2 separate regions of the Mus musculus genome follow, and region 1 is linked to region 2. The links are chromatin contacts, called in public HiChIP or PLAC-seq maps. All regions are on one chromosome and are shown on one strand. Each heading gives the region's core, a stretch centred on a gene start, on an enhancer-like site or on the middle of the called end of the contact. The rest is flanking DNA. Distances are from core to core; before and after follow the strand shown. Region 1 holds the start of Smyd5 (SET and MYND domain containing 5). Region 2 overlaps Sfxn5 (sideroflexin 5).

Region 1 (4,829 bases), core at 1,222-3,721, 140 kb after region 2:
GAGCTATCATAGTGAGTCTGAGGTAAGCCCAGAGTAAATAGCCAGATGCTGTCTCAAAAACAAGGGCTGGGAGAAGGCCTAACAGGTACAGATCCTTGCTGCCAAACGGAAGATCTGAATTTGATCCCTGGAACCTCCATGATGGAGCGAGAAAATCGTCTCCCCCCGTGCACACACCCACACACAGACACACTCACAGAATAGCTGTAAGAAAAAACACGTATAAAAACTGGAGAGATTGCTGAGCATTTAAGAGCACTTGATCTTGCAGAGGACCTTGGTTTGATTCCTAGTATCTATGTGGTGGCTTATCCAGTTCAGGGGACCCAAAGCCCTTTTCTGACTTATGCAGACACCAGGCACATACAGCCAAACATTCACACAGGTAAAAAATAAATAAAATGTATGAAGACAATAACAAAAAGAGGGGGAACCCTGAAACTTTTTTTTCATATCTCTGGGAAATCCTTCTGAAGGCTGGGCTCAGAAGTCCTATTCACCAGAGGAATTCAGCCATAGTTGTCTATCTCCTTCAGGAACAACTGGTCCATTGTGTGTGTGCACACCCATTCATGTTCATCAGAGGCCAGAGGGTCTTAATTACCTTCTTTTCTTTTCCTTTTGAGTCAGGCTCTTCTGTTGAACATAGAGCTAGCCCACTTGACTAGGCTAGTTGGCTGGGGAGCCCATGGTGTCACCCTGCCTCTACCACCTCGACCCTAGGATTGATATCCTGTTATGTGGGCGCTGGGGATCAAACCCAGGTCCTCGTGCTATGTGGCAAACACAGCCACAATTGGCTCACTTAAAAAAAAAAGTCACTGCTGGGCAGTGGTGGCGCACGCCTATAATCCCAGCACTTGGGAGGCAGAGGCAGGCAGATTTCTGAGTTCAAGGCCAGCCTGGTCTGCAGAGTGAGTTCCAGGACAGCCAGGGCTACACAGAAAAACCCTGTCTCGAAAAACAAAAAGTCAAATTTAGGAGTCAGAGGCAGGTGGATCTCTGAGTTTGAGGCCAGCCTGGTCCACATAGAGCTTTGTGGGCATTGGTGGTGGTGGTGGTGGTGGTATATGCCTTTGATCCCAGCACTAGGGAGGCAGAGCTTTATTGAGTTTGAGTTCCGCCGCCTGTTCAGAGTGAGTTCCAGGACAGTCAAGGCTACACAGAGAAACATTGTATCAAATGCAATGCCCCCCTCCCCACCAAGAGAGAACTTGTCTTAAAAAAAAAAAGACAAAAACTCAATCACTTACTAAACAATTACTAAGTTATCTCCCCCACCCCCTAAAGTCACTATGAAACGATAGCAGAGCAGACACAGGTCCCCTGTCAACTGGAATAGTCAACTGGGACACAAAACAATAAAAGGTATAGTAGTCAGGTCTAGTTGCAGAAATAGACCTGTCCTCTCTCCCAGCCTCGTGTACATTCATTTTTTGTGTCTACTTAAGGGGTCCTCATATGTGAGGTCCATTTATTACTGCTCCATAAACCACACTCTGCAATGTCAAGAAAGTCCCCAACTACTCTGAGGCACTGATCCAACCTAGTTATTTATAGAAAAAGGAAATCATTTTTTCTTCTTTTTCTTTTTTAACTTTATGCATGTGATTGATTTGCCTTTATGTATCTATGTGCCTGCCTGGTGCCTGAGGAGGTTGGAAGAGGGGTCATCAGAGCCCCCAGAACTGGAGTTACAGATAGTTGGAAACCAGTATTGGAAACCAAACCAGGATCCTCGGCTAGAGTATCACGTGCATTTCTCTTTCAGACAGGTTTCATGTACTCACTACGTAGTTGAGGGTTGACCTTGAACTTCTGGTCCTCCCTGCCCTCACCTCCTGAATGCAGAGGTTATAGGCATAGTCGGAATGCTGGTTTTAAGCAGTGTTGTGGCTCAAAGTTCTGCACTCATGTGTTCAAAGCAAATCTCTCCCAAACATAGAATAAAAATGTTGCCACCAGAGGGAGGGAAAAATTTTAAACCGAGTGAGCCCAGCATCCAACCAGGATGGAGGGTCAAAGCAAAAATAAGACAGTCTTCTCTGGGTCTAAAAACTTTGTTCGGTGTTGGAGGTAATGACGAGGGGCTGCTTAAGCAGGAAGAGGGCTGCAAACTTTTGGCCAGCCTGGGATACATAGTGAGACCCTGTCTCAAACACCAGACAGTGGGAAGAGCAACTATGGACACTTAAGAACACAGCTAGGATAGGCTGGAGGGTGGGGGGTGGGGAGTAGGGGGTCTTCCCCTGAGCTACTCCATCAGCCGTCATTCATGCTGTCCATCCGACATAAGCTACCGAGTCAGACACAGTCTACCAGAAGTCCAAGCACAAAGTCAGGCCAGGTTCCACCCAATCAAGCAACCAAGACACCAAAAGCCTTGAATTGCTAGCCACGTCCCAGGGCGGGGTAAGGTGGGGAAGGGAGCGCTCGCTGGCTCTGTGGGCGGGGCCTCCCGGGACGGGGTCAAGGGTCAGAAGGCAGAGGCGTGCCCAAGATGGCGGCCTCCATGTGCGACGTGTTCTCCTTCTGCGTGGGCGTGGCGGACCGTGCCCGGGGTTCCGTGGAAGTCCGTTATGTGGACAGCATCAAGGTGAGGCCAGGTCGGACCGGGCCCGGAGAGCCACGCGGGGGAACCCACGCTCACATTCTGGAGTCCGGGCCCCTCGGCGCCAGTCTGGTTGCTGCTTGGGCCCGGGGTGCAGAGTCGGTCCTCGTGCCCAGGCTCGTGGCGATATCGCGCGGGGGGAGGGAGGAAAGCCCGGTCCACTGGCGGGTGGCCGTGCTGCTGCTGTCCTGGGTGGAGTTGAGGCTCTGGGTAGACCTGGGGTTGAGGGATATCCTGGGCCAGATTAAAGCCAAGGCTATCTTGGTTAGGCTGGGGCTTAGTTAGCTACTATTCTGGCGGTAGTGAGGGGAGTACTTAGCCGAGGGAACGGAGGTATGAAGCAGACTGGGCTCCCCAGCGACCCTTCTGACTAAGGTATGGGTGGAGACTTGGAAAGAGAGCTAGGGAACTTGGACCAGAACCTACACACCGAGCACTTCTCCTGAAGGGTTTTAAGCAAGAGAATGACATGATTTCGTGATTCGTATTATGGTTCTTTTTTGTTGCTTCTGTTGTTGTGCTTTTTGTTTTTGTTTTGTTTTGAGACGGGGTCTCATTTTGTAACTCCAGCAGTCCTAGAACTCACTATGTAAACCAGGCTGCTCTGCCTCACCAGTGCTGAGATTAAAGACTTGTGCCAGTATGATCGGCTCTATTAATCGTGTTTTATTCCCTGTAGAATAGAAAATTCACATAAGTAAAGGCAAAAAAAAAAAAAAAAAACACTCCAAATTGTTCTTGAGGCTGGACTTGAACTCATCTACCAACACCCAAGTGCTGGTTAATGGGCCTTGTGGCTGAAACACCCCACCTCCATCCCACGTTTTCTTTTAATACATGTTTTCAGTACATCTTTAGTATCAGCGGTCCCATTTCTACTTGGTTAAAGAGTTGATTGATAGCCGGGCGTGGTGGTGCACGCCTTTAATCCCAGCATTTGGGAGGCAGAGGCAGGCGGATTTGAGTTCAAGGCCAGCCTGGTCTAAAAACCTACAAACCCAAGGAGTTGATCAATAAGAGTTTTGGGGTGGGGGGCGCACTTCACTCAACCAAATCCTTCTGTATGGCTCCTTTATGTTGTATCTTCTCAGTCCTGAGAGCAAAGGTCTCTGCTGGCTTCGCTGCAGACAGGCTTTTGTTCTCTCTGGCACTGTTTTCTCACTAGGTGCCTTTGCCAGTTGATATATGCAAAATGCTATGGTTTTGACTTCATTTGCATTCCCCTGGGTAAAAGTCAGGTTAAATAATCATAATAACAACATGCATATCCTTGGTCCTTGACCCAAGATGTTGTCATTTGCTGTCAGCATCTCCATATCTGTCCAGGTTCCCATTTTAAGTTTCTCTTATCTTTCTGTTCCATAGGCATTGAGAGCAAGTACTCCTATCTGCCCATGGGTAGGAAGCTAGCTTGCTGGTCTCCTTTGTGTCCTTAGCTGCTCACATCCCCATTACCACCCAGAGCTGGTCCATCTGGGGGCCATCTGAGGTGTCTCAGATCAGTAATCCCTTTCATCACTTTTTTAGTCACCGTACTCCTCCCCTACCTTGGCCCAAACTCCCTTCTTCACTTCCTCCTCATTTTTTACTTCCACCAGTCCCTTTGCCCAGTTCTGTCCTAGCCCTCTCTCAAGACCCCAGCTAGTGACTAGTCCTAGTGACCCTGGCCTGTATTCCAACAACTCAGGAGACTGAGGTAAGAGGACTCTTGTGAGTTCCAGGCTAGCCTGGGGTACAGAGTAAAATCCTGTCTCAAAAACAAACCAACCAACTCCAGCTGGTCACAGTCCTCTGCCTGTCCCTAATATTCTGCTAGGAGAATCACTTTCCCATGTGGACGTAGAGCCAGGTGGCTTACCGAGGGCTGTGGCAGCTACAGTCATCTTTGGTTTGTAGTTTTTCTTTCCTTTTGTGCTGTCTTCCTCAGGTTACCATAGAACACTCATGCCTGGCTTAGAGTGAAATGAGAAGTACTCATTCTTTGAGTGTTTTAGAGAACTATCGCCTGAAGTGTGATGTGAGGCAAGAGGGAGGGTAACTTCCGGCACTCTGGTCTGCTTTTTTTTTGTTGTTTTGTTTTTTTTTTTTGTTATTTTTCGAGACAGGGTTTCTCTGTATAGCCCTGGCTGTCCTGGAACTCACTCTGTAGACCAGGCTGGCCTTGAACTCAAAAATCCGCCTGCCCCTGCTTCCTGAGTGCTGGGATCAAAGGTGTGCG
Region 2 (4,943 bases), core at 1,898-4,397:
CTAGCCCACTTTTTTGTTTCCCTTCTTTTTGCTAAATTCAAATTTTTAACCGACACATCTTCATTATGACATTTTTATATGTGTAATCATTGTACCTGGTGGGTGGCATGTTCTCTAACCAAGGGAACTTTGAGACAGTATCTTCTGAGACAGTATCTTCTGAGACAGTATCTTCTGAGACAGTATCTTCTGAGACAGTATCTTCTGTACTATACCATGTTCCTCAAACTCCTGATTTTCCTGTCCCTACCTCCCAAGGCCTGGAGGCAGAGGTGGGCACTTTGATAACACAAGCTTTATTTTTGAAGATTTATTTATTTTTATTTATATGAGTACACTCTAGCTGTCTTCGGACACATACCAGAAGAGTGCATCAGATCCCATTACAGATGGTTGTGAGCCACCATGTGATTGCTGGGAATTGAACTCAAGACTGCTAGAAGAGCAGTCAGTGCTCTTAACCTCTGAGCCATCTCTCCAGCCCAACATACACTTTTCAAATAAAGAACACATGACTAGTGAACATCAACACTGTAGAAAGCAGTGGCCTATGATCCCAGCAACTCAGGAGGATCAGGAGTTTGACACCAGCCTCGGATACTTGAGACCTTATTTTAAAACACTGATATTTGAAATATCTAAATGGAAAAGATTCTTTCTCAGTGAGCCTGGGTACACACAGAGGCTGGAAGAATTTGGAGGGAGCAGGACAAATCAGGAACTAAAGAGAATTTTGAAATCCTTGCAGTATCTTCAGAGAGAGACACAGGGTGCTGCAAGAAAAAGGGGAGGGGACAGACGAGCTCTACCACTTCCTGGAAGGGAAGCTGGCTACCAAATTGCCTGCCTTTCTCCCTTTTCCCATTTCTTCCTTTTTTCTTAATCTTTTTCTTTCAACCTTCCTTCTTAAAAAAAAAAGATTTTCTTTATTTTTATTTATGGGTATACTACGTATACATTTGCAGGGGGTTTTGTGTTGTGCACATGTGTGCAGGTCTCTACAGTGGCCAGAAGAGGGCGCCAGCTCCCTTGGTACTGCTGTTATAAGCCACTGTGCGCTTCCCAGTAATAAGTGCTGAGAATCAAACTCTGATCCTCTGTAGGAGCCGGGGGTACTGTTAACTGCGAGTCACTATCCCTACCCCAAGCTTTGTTTTGCTTTGCAAGACAGAGTCTTAAGTATCCCAGGCTGCTCTCAAACTCTCCACAGAGCCGAGGACGGCCTTGTAATCCTGACCCTCTCGGCTCCCCCTCCTGAATGCCAATCACATTTTTTTTTATGCAGTGCTTCCTGCATAGAAGTTACATTCCAACTGAGCTATGTCCCCAAACAACGCTTCTGCTCACAGGAGGCCAGGGGTCAATCTCAGTGTGTGCAAACACTTCATACCTTAGTGACTTACCTGAGTCATACTCAGCTAGACTGGCTGTCCAGTGGGATGGAAGGACGCTCTTATCTCTCCATCCCCAACGCAGGGAACCGAGATGCATGCCACCCTCTATGCCCGGCTTGCACACGGCTGCCAGGGATCGAACTCAGATTGCGTGGCAAGCACTTCACTGAATGAGCCTTCTCCCAAAAACTTTGCTATTTTTATGCTTCTAGAATACTGTTTCTTGTTCACATATTGCCATTTCAAAAATAATTGTGTGTGTGTGTGCACACACACGCACGTGTAAGGCAGGGCTGGCTGTAAAGAGCAACAACACTTTCGCAGCATGCTCAAGACCCTGGACACACACTGTAGATCAGTGGTTCTCAACCTTCCTTAAGCTACAACCCTTAAATACAGTTTCTCGTGTTGTGGTGAGCCCCAACCATAAAATCATTTCATTGCTACTTCAATAATATAATTTTGAATTACTGTTTTGAATTATAATGGAAATATCTGACATGTGCCCCCTGTAAAAGGGTCATCTGATCCCCAAAGGGGTATCCATCCACAGGTGGAGAACCACCACTATAGTTTAATCTACTGGTTGATTAATATAATAAAGGCAACCACACTGCGTACTTAAAACGTTTGATGAGCTGGGCTTAGTGGCACACACCTTTAATCCCAGCACTCAGGAGGTAGAGGCAGGTGGATCTCTGTGTGTTTGTGGCCAGCCTGTTCATAATGAGTTCTAGGACAGCTAGGGCATCATAGTGAATAATGAGAACCTGTCTCAAAAAGAAAAAAAAAAAAGAGTTTTTGTTTTTGTGTTTTGGTTTGTAACAGGATGAATGCACAGCATCCAGGTCCTCCATTAGCCCCTTGGTGTGTGGAGGATGAAATGTCCCAGCAAGATCCCCATAGCTAGAGGGCAGCAACTGGTGGTGGCTGAGCGCAAGGGTCTGTGTGACTGAGCTCCTGTGGCAGGCGACAAGTGACCTGCACAGCCATTCCCTACCCTTGTACCTTCTGTTTCTTCCTGTGTCAGGATCAGGCGGGGGCTGCACCACAGCCTTGCTGATGCTAACAGGACACCACCAAGGGAGAGCAGAGCCAGCCAAACACACATTTCTCCCCTTCTCATCGGGTACTTTATCTCTACTGGAAGCCATGTGACCGTTACACAGGGGCTGGCCCTTTGGCCCTGGGGCAGCCACCATCTTTCCTTGTCCTGGTTAAATTCCCACGCACCTTTGACTCTTACTTTTTTTTCCCTTTATGTTAAAGCACACCTGTAGCCCCAGCCTTCGGAGGCTGAGACAGGAGAAGCATGAATCCCAGGACAACCTACGCCGTACAGCAAGTGCCAGCCCGGCCTGGGCTGCAGGGAGAGAAACTGCCTCAAAAAAATTAACCAGAGTAGAGCATGGCGGCACATGCTTACATCATCCTAAACTCAGGAGCTAGAGGAGAAAAGATCATATGTTCAAGCCACTCCCAGCTACACAGTGAATTTGAGGCTATCCTGGGCTACAAGAAATCCTGTCTCAAATAACAATAAGGAGGTGGAGCCCATGCTCCCTTCCTGCCAAGTCTACCAGACCAGGCCCAACTCAGAAAGGAAGAGGTTCGAGGCACTGAGGTTCCAGTGTCTGGCTGAGCGTTGCCCCGTGACCTGCTGGACCAACGAGTTAACTGTTGGGTTCAGAAAAGGCAGCAAGTACTGCCCACAGTGAAAAAGTTCAAGTTCCACAAGCCACTTGTGCAAGCAGGTCACCGAGAGTCACCCTGGGACCTACAACCATGCATGGAAGGCCAGCTGAGCCACAGTGGCTAGCCACCATATGGAGAGTGCAGGCCAGGATCCCTGGCATCCTCACAGAAGCACACAGAGGCACCTCCACTCTGAGCTGCAGCCCCAGGTTGAGAGCTGACCTTCTTTGTCCTCAGCCCAACATCCAGGGCACTTCTGGCTGAACACGGAGCTGTGCAGCCCTGACCCGGTGGGAATGACTGGCTTTAGTAATGGATCTGAGAGCTGAGACTCTGTTTGGCTCACTTGGAGAATGGGGACAAAGGGCAGTGTGGGGAAGCCATCTGGGTAACTGCTAGAACACACAGATTTCACTGATTTAAGAGGTGGCCATTGTCTCAGCTGAACCTGCCTCCACGGAGACTAAGGGAGGGGCAGGCTGGGGTCCCACGTGGGGCTAGGAGGCAGGACACACCCCAGCACCCCGAGGGAGAACAACAGCCCCACCCCCAGTCTGGCTCACTCACTTCCCCTCTGTCTCCTAGCAAGCTGCTTCTTTAAACCTCCTAAGGCAGCAAAGACAGAGCCTATTTAAAACAACCTCCAGAAGGTAATTAAACAGAGCCTGAAGGGGACCCTTCTGTACGGGAAGGACGCCTCCATTCAACAAACAAAAAACTTCCTAATTGATCAGTTGAGCCTATTGCGTTATAGCGCACCATTAATTGTGTTGCCATGGTAACTCCAGGTACCATGTACCTATACAAGCCTATGTGGGGTGCAGGGAGCCCCCAATTCTACAGACACAGGAAAGAAGAGGGATGTCCTGCCTGCTTCTGTGGTACTGTGTCAGCAGCTGTGGCTTCATTATGCAAGAAACTTCTCTCTAGGTAGAGGTCAGGCCCCGCAGAGGAGCCCAGGTTTGATTTCAAATCCCCCATTAGTTCACTAGGAGAAGGGAGATTCTTCACTTAGTCTTTCTGAGCCTCCAATATCTCTTTTGTAGTATGAAGATAGGGATATTTGCTTTCAAGCCTATTATAAAAGAATTCACTTAGTGAACAAATGTTTATTAAGCACCTACTTTGTATTAAGTACTAACGATACCTCAATGCAAAGCAATTAGGTAGTTCAGTTGGTAGATCGCTGTTTTAGCAGGTCTGAAATCCTGGGTTGCACGTCAGCATCACAGAAGCCAGGCCTATAATCCCAGCACTCTGGAGGTGGAGGCAGGAGGGTCAAGAGTTCAAAGTCATCCTCAGCTTCATAGTGATTTGGAAGCCAGCCTGGAACACATGAGACTTGAGGTCCAGCAGCTTTCTCCAAACAAAAGCATTCCTTCCAGAAGGGAGAGGAGATGATGAGACCCCGAAGGTAGACAAAAAGTCACATATCTGGGAAAGCAGAAACTTGGAAGATTCTGGAAGGTGTTTTCCAAGGCTATCGAAGCAGACTATAGCTGCTGAGGGTGGAGACTGACCGTCCAAGATGAGAGAGATGCTAGACTGTAGAGCTCCTGCAGGCCACACGCCATTCATTGGTGTGGCAGCCATTTAAGAAGGCAACCCTCTGTGGAGAAGCTATCATCTATCCATGAACAGAAGAGCAAGCAAGGCCACAGGACACACGACCTCGGATGGCTTAGATAACTAAGGGCACACACAGGATATCCAGGTGGCTTGTGATATCAGCGACGGCTGCAGTGATCAGCACCAGCTTCTGGGTTTTGGTCCGCACACCTGCCAAAGGACCATAGAGTGGACAGAGCACCGGTGCAGAGACCAAAACTACTGTGCACTCAAGGTCCAAGAGTC

What was found. HiChIP or PLAC-seq counts read pairs in DNA pulled down with a chosen protein or histone mark.
Region 1: an H3K27ac HiChIP or PLAC-seq map of embryonic stem cells shows a contact between it and region 2, with 10 read pairs. The contact joins the promoter of Smyd5 here to the enhancer-like site in region 2. A contact is called at or near these places in 1 of 39 promoter capture datasets (macrophages), 1 of 15 datasets of contacts at CTCF or cohesin (large pre-B cells), 1 of 484 Hi-C or Micro-C datasets (B cells), 2 of 115 datasets of contacts at active chromatin or transcription factors (bone marrow-derived macrophages and embryonic stem cells) and 4 of 9 other capture datasets (adipose tissue, embryonic stem cells, liver and 1 more).

What each region holds. Positions count from the first base shown.
Region 1 is chr6:85,429,505-85,434,333 of GRCm38.p6, forward strand. Smyd5 (SET and MYND domain containing 5) reads left to right here and starts at 2,472. Exons shown (of 13, transcript NM_144918.2): 1 at 2,472-2,596. The coding sequence starts at 2,501.
Region 2 is chr6:85,290,299-85,295,241 of GRCm38.p6, forward strand. All of the region lies in intron 3 of Sfxn5 (sideroflexin 5), which reads right to left. Among named protein-coding and RNA genes, the nearest start is that of Sfxn5, 41 kb to the right of the region's middle. Within about 2 kb of position 3,148, at least 58 of the 459 cell types and tissues checked have an H3K27ac peak or open chromatin away from gene starts, as enhancers often do. A contact at or near this core is called in B cells, adipose tissue, bone marrow-derived macrophages and 2 more, where this site is marked.